2 separate regions of the Mus musculus genome follow, and region 2 is linked to region 1. A link is a contact called in public HiChIP or PLAC-seq data. All regions are on one chromosome and are shown on one strand. The core of a region is the stretch at or near the end of the contact, and the rest is flanking DNA. Distances in the headings are between cores, read along the strand shown.

Region 1 (4,382 bases), core at 1,514-4,013:
CGCTCCAACACCCACTCGTAACAGCTCACCTTACCTTAACAACCATAGTTCCATCAACATCTGTCTCGGTCACAGGTGAGACTTCTTTGAAACAGGCTCCGAATCCTGACAGAAAGAAATGGAAAAGCTCCCGATTTCCATGTTGTTAGAAGGAGGTGGAGCTCACCATAAATGATTCACGGCGTGTCAATCAAATGACAACCGGAGTGATGCGATTATTTATTTTTTTACTCCCTTGCTCGGCTGGCATTCTTGCACCTTCTCCAATCTCCCCCCACCAGGGGTTCCCGTGCCCTCTTTGTCTTTTTGAAGCACTTTGGTTCATATTTTATTCATGATAGATTTGACAGAGGCTGCACAGTCAGAGTCCAGGTTCGCACCTGTACCCCAGTGGTCAGCGCAGCCAGAGGGATAACACTGGCTCCTGCCGGCTCTCAGGAAACTCTGGCTCTACTGGTATGGCCAAGAGGAGACACAGCTCTGAACAGGAAGGGGCACTTCCTATCCTTGTGGAGCTGACATAAGTGATACTGGCTTAGATCCAGGCTCTTGTCCGTGGTCGGTAAGAGCTCCGAAGTTGGCTGGCTCCTCCAGCTCAGTTTACCCTTTTCAAGTCTCAGACAGGGTCTTGCTAAACTGCTCAGGAGAGTCTTGAACTCTCTCTGTAGCCCAGGCAGGCCTGGAACTCACAATCTTCCTGCCTCAGACTGTGAGGAGCTGGCTCACCCGACTCAGCTTTGGTTGTTATGGTGGCTGTGCACTGGAGGCAGGAGGCTTTGATTCCTGCTGGGGGTTCATTGGGGAACCAGATGCTCGGGAACCCGCTGTAATCTGGTTTTTCCTGAGGCAAGTGCATGGTTTGAATGCTGTGTCCCCAGAGGGCCATGTCCTGGAAGCCTGAACCTCAGTGTGGGCCTGATGAGATCTTGGGACTTAGTGGGAGACAGGCCACGGGGACGTCATTCATAGAAGAGATTACTGGCTTGTTCCTATAAGAGGAGATCCTACTAGAACAAGCCTGGCTTTCAAATTCCTCTGGCTTCCTGCCTGTCCTGTGACTCTTTTCACTCACTGTCATGATACCATGAGCCCTGGAGGCCCTGGCCAGAGACCACTGGGAAACTGCTGAGAGCTGAAGAAGCCTCTTTGCGTTATAAACTATCCAGCCCAGGGTGTTTCAATATAAACAGACCACAAGGAAAGAGCAAAGCTATCCAATGTGTGCCCTGTGTGGCTCTACTTGGATTCTGTCACTTATCCTGGAGAAAGAATGAAGGATGTGACCAGAGAGTTGAACCCAAACCTTTCCTTTAGCCAGAACACCGCCCCACCCACCCACTATGCAACAACTTTATAAAGGACTACCATGTTATTGGCAGAAAAGCTGAGGGAGAGAATTGAAGCCATCTGGTTACACCAGGCTCTGTGAGTAAAAACTCTACACTGTATTCATTTGGTAGAGAGTTTCAAGAAAAGTCTAGAGATTGACAGGAAATTGTTGAGAATATATGGAGCAACTATTTTGTTGTTGTTGTTGTTGTTTTCCCTTTTTTGACCTTTTTTCTTCGGGCCTAGACATATTCTAAATTTTCTAAGACTGCCCGTCACTTACATAAAATTAAGAGGGACAGGGCTATGGAGATGGCTCAGTGGGTAAAGCCATTGCCATTCAAGCATGAGGACCTGAGTTCGAATCTCCCCGGAACCTATGTAAAGCCAGGTGCTGTAGCCTAAGTCTGGAATCCCAGTTCTCCAATGGGGAAATGAGAGGCACAGGGAACCCCCAAAGCTTGAGGGCCACTAATGAGTGTATGGAATGTGGAACAAGATGGCCTGGTGTCAAATAGGGCAGAAAGTAAGGACCGAACTCCTGAGGTTGTCCTCTGACCCCCATATGCATTATGGTACATGTGTGTACCTCCCCATAAACACACACACACATACAGGCATACACACACATACATACATACACACAAACACACATGCACACTCACACACACATACACCATCCACCAATCAATCAATCAATCAATCAGTCACCCAAACTAACAATCAGGAATCGTTCTTGCTATATCTGGGCGTCTTTTGTTGTGAACCAGACTCTAAGCCAGGGGACATTCCAGCCACAGTCACTATCTATAGTTATTGCAGGCAAAGGACTCCCACCCGTTGGGTCAGCTGAGTTGTGTGTCCCAGCTGACCTCTTTAATGGTGCCACTTGAGGTTTGTGTCATCAAGATAGGCTACCTAAAAGAGGCTTGTCCTGGGGACTTGGGCTGTTTTGTCTCCCGGGGGTTATTTTTATTGGTTTGTAAATTGAACCTTCCCCCTTGGTTGCCTCCTGGAGCTGTGGAGAGGGTGGACTATAGTTGGCCCACGCAAGGGTGGGAGGCACTTGGTCTGGGAAGCCACAGCAGAAGAACAACCAAGTAGAGGCAATGCTGGAGAAGAGGAGGCTGCACCACAGTCAAGCAGAGTGTGAGAACGGAAGGCTGTCTGGAGATGACCCAGCCCAGTGGGTAGAGCTCTTGCTTCACATCTGCAAAGCCCTGTACTATGAGGTCATCCTCAGCTACAGAAAGTTTGAAGCTAGCCTGGGCTACCTGAGATCCAGGATACTACTCCACTCTGTGTGTGTGTGTGTGTGTGTGTGTGTGTGTGTGTGTGTGTGTGTGTGTGTGTTGGAGAGCAGACTCTGGGCTTCCCACGTGGTAGGCAAGCTCTACACCACTGAGACACACCCCAGACACACCCTCATTCCAATCATTCTTTGATCTTGTGGTTTTCTTTATGAGTCGACTTGGCTGGACCACAGTATCTAGCTATTTAGTCCAACCTTATTCTGGATGTTTCTGTGAAGGCATTGTGCATTTGGACTTAGAGGTACAACTCACTGGCAGAGAATTTGCCTAGTATAAAGGTCCCAGGTTTGACATGCAGGACATCCATGACAGGACGGAGCCTCTGAGTGTTCAGAGGACAGATCACAGGAATCTGATGGCCCAAGAGATCAATTTAGATTGACAAACTTGGTGGCAGACACCTTTACCTGCCACAAACCTGACATTTAAATAACAAATGGAGTTTCAGTAAAGCACTCTGTACTTGCGGGGTGGGTCTCATCTTTTTCCTTAGTGGAAAAAGGAAGCCAGGTGTGGTAGAACTGTAATTCTAGCACTAAGAATCTAAGACAGAAGATTGCATCTGAGTTTGAGGCCAGCCTGTGCTATGTAGAAAGACTCTGCCTCAGACAGGAACAGAAACAAAGTACTAGTTCCCTTAAGGAAGACACACACACACACACACACACACACACACACACACACGAGAGAAGAGAGACAGACAGACAGACAGACAGAAAGAAAAGGAGATGGAGAGAAAGAGAAATTTTAAAATATTCTTATTACTTATTTTATGAGTATTGAGTTTTGTCTGTGTGTATGTCTGTACACCACATTTGTGACTGGTGCCCACAAGCTCAGAAGTGGGTGTCAGATCTCCCAGAATTGTAGTTACTATTGTGAGCGGCCATGTGGATGCTGGGAATCACACCGAGATTTTCTGGAAGAACACCAGTGTTCCTCATAGTCCTGAGCCATCCCTCCAGCCAGAATTAAAATATTTTTTAGTTAAATATTTTAAGTAAAATAAAAAAACAGCCTCGGGTGCTGGAGAGCCAGGTTACCTACATACCTCTTATCTGTCATCTGTTTTTCTGTGTGTGTATGTATGTATGTATGTATGTATGTATCTATCTATCTATCTATCTATCTATCATCATCTATGTATCTATGTATCTGTATATCTATATATCTATGTATCTATGTATCTGTGTATCTATGTATCTATTTATCTGTCTATCTATGTATGTGTGTATCTATCTATCTATCTGTCATCTATATCTTTTTCTCTTTGTCTTTCATCTATCTGTCTATCTATCTCTGCCTATCATATATAACAATTTATCTCTCTTTCATGTGCCTGTCTGTCTGTCTATCTATCTAATTCTCAAACCCATGAACCTCTCCCTGCTGGTAATGTCTACTCTTTACTCCTTTTCACAGGGGCGTTCTGCACACATTGGCACCTGCTGGATTCAGAACAGAGACTCACGAGCTTCAAATAAATAAATAAATAAATAAATAAATAAATAAATAAATAAATAAAATAAAAATTGGCAATATCCTGGTAGGTTGGCTTAGGTGCTGTACTGGCTAGTTTTGTGTCAACTTGACACAGCTGGAGTTATCACAGAGAAAGGAGCTTCAGTTGAGGAAATGCCTCCATGAGATCCAACTGTAAGGCATTTTTTCAATTAGTGATCAAGGGGGAAAGGCCCCTTGTGGGTGGGACCATCTCTGGGCTGGTAGTCTTGGTTCTAT
Region 2 (4,978 bases), core at 2,138-4,637, 250 kb after region 1:
TACAAACATGGAGCTAATTTTCTAGGTGATTATAAAGGAGATAAATGAGTTGTAAATTATCCTGTGGCATTTTATATTAACGTACATTTGAGGCTGGTGATGTTTAATGTCATGAGCTTTGAGGCCAGGCTGCCTGGATTCCCAGCACCTGTTGCTCTTGCCACAGGATGAGCATTGAAAATTGAAGTCCTAGCACCCACATGGTGCTCACAGCCATCACCACTCGTCTCAGGGGATCCAACATCCTCTTCTCATCTCCTTGGGCACCAGACATAAGCATAGTTGGCATAGATGCTAAGTGTAAAAGAAGTAACTTACAAACAAACCAACAAACAAATAAGACAGTCATTCGGGGCTGGAGGGAATGGCTCAGAGGTTTAGAGCATTGATCAGAGGTCCTGAGTTCAATCCCCAGCAACCACATGGTGGCTCACAACCATCTATAATGGGATCCGATGCCGCCTTCTGGTGTGTCTGAAGACAGCAACAGTGTACTCACAAACATGAAATAAATAAATCTTAAAAAAAGAAAAAGTCATTCTTCCCACCTCACAGACTCCAGGTGAGGATGAAGTTAGTAATAATACCCTGGCAATGCAGCGAGGCTTCCCCGGCTGCTAACGAAACAAGCAGCTCATTCAGTCCTTGGAAGGTCTTTAGCAGTAGGTCATTACACCCCCAATTTGCAGATATTAAAAGTAAAGTAACTGGCTTAAGGCCCCGTAGCTAGTTATGTGGATCTGGAGTTGAAAATGTGGGCCATTCAATGAGTTGGGATTGTAATTGCCTGATTCCTGACGGCTGCTGCACTTCCATGCGTGAGTGCTGCGGTCACTTTGCCTGTTCATATTTTACATGACGTTTGGCAGAGAGACGTAATTATAGTTAAATACACTGGCTACAGAGGTCAGACACCATTCTAAGTGTGTTTTCAATGCATTTCTTTATGTAGATGGCTGCTTGTCTGCATGTCTGTCTGCAGTGTTTACCGCCGGTTACAGGATTTTGTGCAGAAAGTGAGCATTCAACTAAGAGAAAATGCCTTTACACTGTTCTTACATTTTCTTTAAAAATGTGGCAGTATAGGAGTTTCTTAGAAAGGCTTGCTGCCTCTCAAGGTGCACAGGGAACCTGGGTGAGCTGCTGCTCCTCAGGCAGAGCAGTCCACCGATGAGGCTCACCAAGCAGGGGTGAAGGCGACTCCACCGGAGGGAAACACAACTTCACTTTGCCTTCTGCTTGTGCAAGGTGTGAAATGTCTATTCCTTGCACAGCGAGTCCTTTTTCAGATCACAGGCCATTGAAAGAATGGCTTTTACCCCAGCATGGCCTTGGAAAACATTAGTGGGCCACTTAGTGGCATGTGTGTGGTTTGTGCTCTCTGCCTCTGTCGCTCACTGTCTGGGGTAGAGGAGAATCAACGTGGGGCTGTATTGACAGAGCCCAGCATGAAATGAGGTGGCTTTTACAGAGGCGCCTGCACTCTAGCCTCACCTCCCTCTCGCCCACCCCGCAGAGCCCCTTGCCAGGACAGCTGCTGCTCAGGCAGGAGAGAGATCTGAAGCTGCATATCTGTACACTGTAGAACAAAACAACTGCCATTGTTGTACATAGTTCTGTCTCTCATAACTGCCAGAGACACTTTGTATCCATTCTTTATCAGTCCAGGGCTGGCAAGCAGTAGAGGATGGTGCCGTGAGTGGTCAGTGGTCTGATATACTGCCCTTTAGAGATGTAGCAAAGTCAGAGCCACCTCTGATGCTAACTCTTCGATTGGCTAGCCTGGAGGATGTGCTTGCTCCCTGATGGCTGCCGAGCTGTGGAGCACAGGGTGTCGCGTCATAATCCCCCTTTCCCAGATTATAAAGATTCTGTGGACTCTTTATAAGAAGCAAGTCTCCTATCAGTCAGAAGCGATAGTAAATGTTCCACATGAAACACCTCAGCTTAACATAATTTTTGACCTTATCTTGAGGCCATTCTATATAATCAGCATGAGGTTGTGAGACCATGAGTGGAGCGGGAGAGGCGTGGTCCCACCACCCTTGTGACTGCAGTGTAAGAACCTACCACACAGTATGTGTGTTTGGGGACCTTCTATTCATGCATTTCTGCACGTGTATCGGCACAGTTAGAAAAGCCTGGTGTGTGCTTAATGCCAGGCTGTACCTGGACATCAGTGTGATGAGTTCAGTGCCCTGTCAGGGTTGGGGCATGGCTCTGAGGAGGGAAGGTGCTCTTTTGGCAGGCAGCCTGACACTGTAGGATGCCCATGCACACTTTGCTCTGTATCAAATGTTTTGCCTTGCCTGTGTGCCTGAGCAGTCTGTGAGAGACGTGCGTGGTTAGTAATATGCGGCCCTGGGCGCCCCTTTCCATCGAAGGCACCACCAAGCATTTTCCAGAAGTTCTCCTTATCCCAGGATATCAGAGTTCCAAATTATGAGGGATCTCGCTCCTTAACAAGTCTTCCTGTGTGACTTCTGTGTTGTTGTCTTAGTAGTACAGTGATTAGTGGCATTGCCTGTTCCAAAGCCATAGCTTTTAGTAGTTGTTTTTCTTAGAGAGGTGGTGTTAAAAAAGACATTAACTTGATTAGTGTCAGGCCCCATGATGACCACATGTTCCAGTCAGTGAGAGTTTGGAAGTAAGTGGAACAGAACACTACCATCTATACACCAAGGGCCTGTGCTGAGTTTAAATGGCCACCTCCTTTTGCTTCCCTCAAGTCACCCATGGCCTGTCACTCAGTACTGTAATATAGAAAGAAGGTGGCTTGCTGGGCCCCTTTGTGGGTTCCCCAGAAACCAGCACAGATGATGCTCTGGGAGTGGGGGTGGAGTGGGGGAGTTAGGACTAGGTGGAAAGATGGACAGACACCTTAAGTACTATGAACCAGATATAGCATGGTGCTGACCTGACAAGCCCAGGGACTGTTATAGTTCAGAAGGGTCTGCAATTGTCATGGCTGGATCCTGTAGGGCCCCCAGAAACAATCCAGAACACATTTCCAAGACAAACTGCTGCTGCTGCTACCACCACCAATGATGGGGTAGAATATTACTTTGGAAGACAGTAAAAGGCACAAGTGTCCACTTTGCACAAGAGATCTTGCTCATGAATTTGATTGGCTGAGACAAAGCTGCCCTTAAGACTGAGAGTGTTCACCATAACCTGGGCTCCTGTGGAACTTACTCCTCCATTCAACAATATTAAGATCCTGTGTTAAATTTCCCAAGAAAAGGAGGACAGGATGGCTAGACTTTTTCTGAAATTCTGGACCAGAATTGTCTTTCTAGAAACTTTAAGATTAGCAGTGTGCCTCTCAAGGAAAGAGTCCCTCTGCATCTGAGGATGGCCTCCAGGAATGCCATGCAAAACAGAGATTGTATGTTAATGTTTGTCCATGTTAGAGATTACAAAGTAGAAGTCTTGTTGCTAGTTCATGCTCTAGCACATGCTTCTTTGATACTTGTAGTAATCTTTAGCTTCTTTGTTTATATGTAGATGTATGTGTATAAACTTTTCAGTACAGTAATTTTACATCTTTATGTCCAGATATATCTTGGGGAGATAACAGTATGGATAGTATTGTTGGTTAGGGTGATAGAAACAAAAGACATGCCCATGCTCTTGTTTACTGTATGAAGAACACCACCTTCAAACGGAATGCCAATATTTATTTAGTTCTGAGATCAGAGCCAGGGTTTTGCACATGTTGGTTGGGCAGCTGCTCTAAGACAGAGCCACATCCTAACCTCTGCACTGACAGATTCGAGCATGAATCCTAAATTGTAAGTGTACTTTATTCTCTTTTGGTGACTAGAGTTGAATTTTTTAGTAATTAAAACTCTTTCTGGGACTGAAGAGATGGCTCAACAGTTAAGTTAAGCACTGGCTGCATATCCCAAGGACTTGTGCTAAGTTTACAGCATCTACATGGTGGCTCACAACTTAATGTAGCACCAGTTTTAGCCGATCTGATGCTCTTTTCTGGCCTCAGGTACTCCATGTAAGTTCTGCACAGGCATAGCTACAGACAATACTAGACATGATAAATGAATAAATATTTAAAAATATAAAACAGTTTCTTTTAGATATTTTGACATACACACAAACAAACAAAAACAAAACCCAAAAAACCAAGAATCTTACTTTTGAGTGCACTAGGTAGCCCAGTGGTTTTAAAATAAGACCAAAAGTTTACTTTCATTGCCAGTAGTGTGAAAGGGGGAAGTCCTAAGTGTTATTTCTGCCTTTAGGTCTCTGAGAATGCAGCCATAGTCCTGACCTCTGAAGAGAGCTCTCCGTCGGTAGTTGAAGGAAATGGGTATTTTCCCTTGGCTGTTCCCATGTGTGGACCACTTCATACTTATGTTTGAATGGCTGAGGAATACTGACTAGACGAATCACAACCTCTCCTTAGGCATTAGGTGTTCGTCTCCTCTCATAGAGCCTGCTAGGAAGTTCTCCCTGGATCGAATGGTGTTGGGACACCGGTGGTCAGGTCTGCCCTTAGGCCATTCAGCTTTCTCTGGGGATGTGGTCTAGTTAGGAGGGTGGCTGGGACCGGTCTTCATACTGTCTGCACAGAAGGGAATGCTTACTGTGTGAGAAACTAACCTTCATGAGGTTGACCCCACTCCTTCCCGCTTACACACTTACAAGTTGGTGCGCTTACTCTCTAGAGCAGCCATTTCTAAGATCCTGCTTGAAGTAAGAGTTCTGAAGTTACTTACTGGGATTGCTTTGAAGTCTTTTAATTCAAATGTTCTAACATGAACACATCCTCATGCCCCCTGCTCCCGGTCCAAGTTGTCCTGATAGCACTGTAGAAGGGGTAGGGTTAGAACGTCACTGAGGCAGAACCATGCAGTTGGTCGAGTTCTCTGTCTGCTTTCCCTGTGAGCTGTGCAGGAGATTGCATCTGTGCTGTGTGCAGTTTGTCCCCTGCTTGTGCATGTGGCATGTGGGGCTC

The links. HiChIP or PLAC-seq counts read pairs in DNA pulled down with a chosen protein or histone mark.
Region 2: a contact with region 1 is called in an H3K27ac HiChIP or PLAC-seq map of extraembryonic endoderm stem cells. The contact joins two enhancer-like sites. A contact is called at or near these places in 1 of 15 datasets of contacts at CTCF or cohesin (embryonic stem cells), 8 of 484 Hi-C or Micro-C datasets (embryonic stem cells, erythroblasts and trophoblast stem cells), 9 of 115 datasets of contacts at active chromatin or transcription factors (embryonic stem cells, epiblast stem cells and extraembryonic endoderm stem cells) and 1 of 9 other capture datasets (embryonic stem cells).

Annotation. Positions count from the first base shown.
Region 1 is chr5:118,446,573-118,450,954 of GRCm38.p6, forward strand. No RefSeq gene overlaps it. Among named protein-coding and RNA genes, the nearest start is that of Gm30746, 13 kb to the right of the region's middle. RefSeq lists cis regulatory regions at 1-4,382, 1-4,382. Within about 2 kb of position 2,764, at least 60 of the 459 cell types and tissues checked have an H3K27ac peak or open chromatin away from gene starts, as enhancers often do. A contact at or near this core is called in extraembryonic endoderm stem cells, where this site is marked.
Region 2 is chr5:118,695,029-118,700,006 of GRCm38.p6, forward strand. The region is part of intron 4 of Med13l (mediator complex subunit 13-like); the gene reads left to right. Among named protein-coding and RNA genes, the nearest start is that of Med13l, 140 kb to the left of the region's middle. Within about 2 kb of position 3,388, at least 2 of the 459 cell types and tissues checked have an H3K27ac peak or open chromatin away from gene starts, as enhancers often do. A contact at or near this core is called in extraembryonic endoderm stem cells, where this site is marked.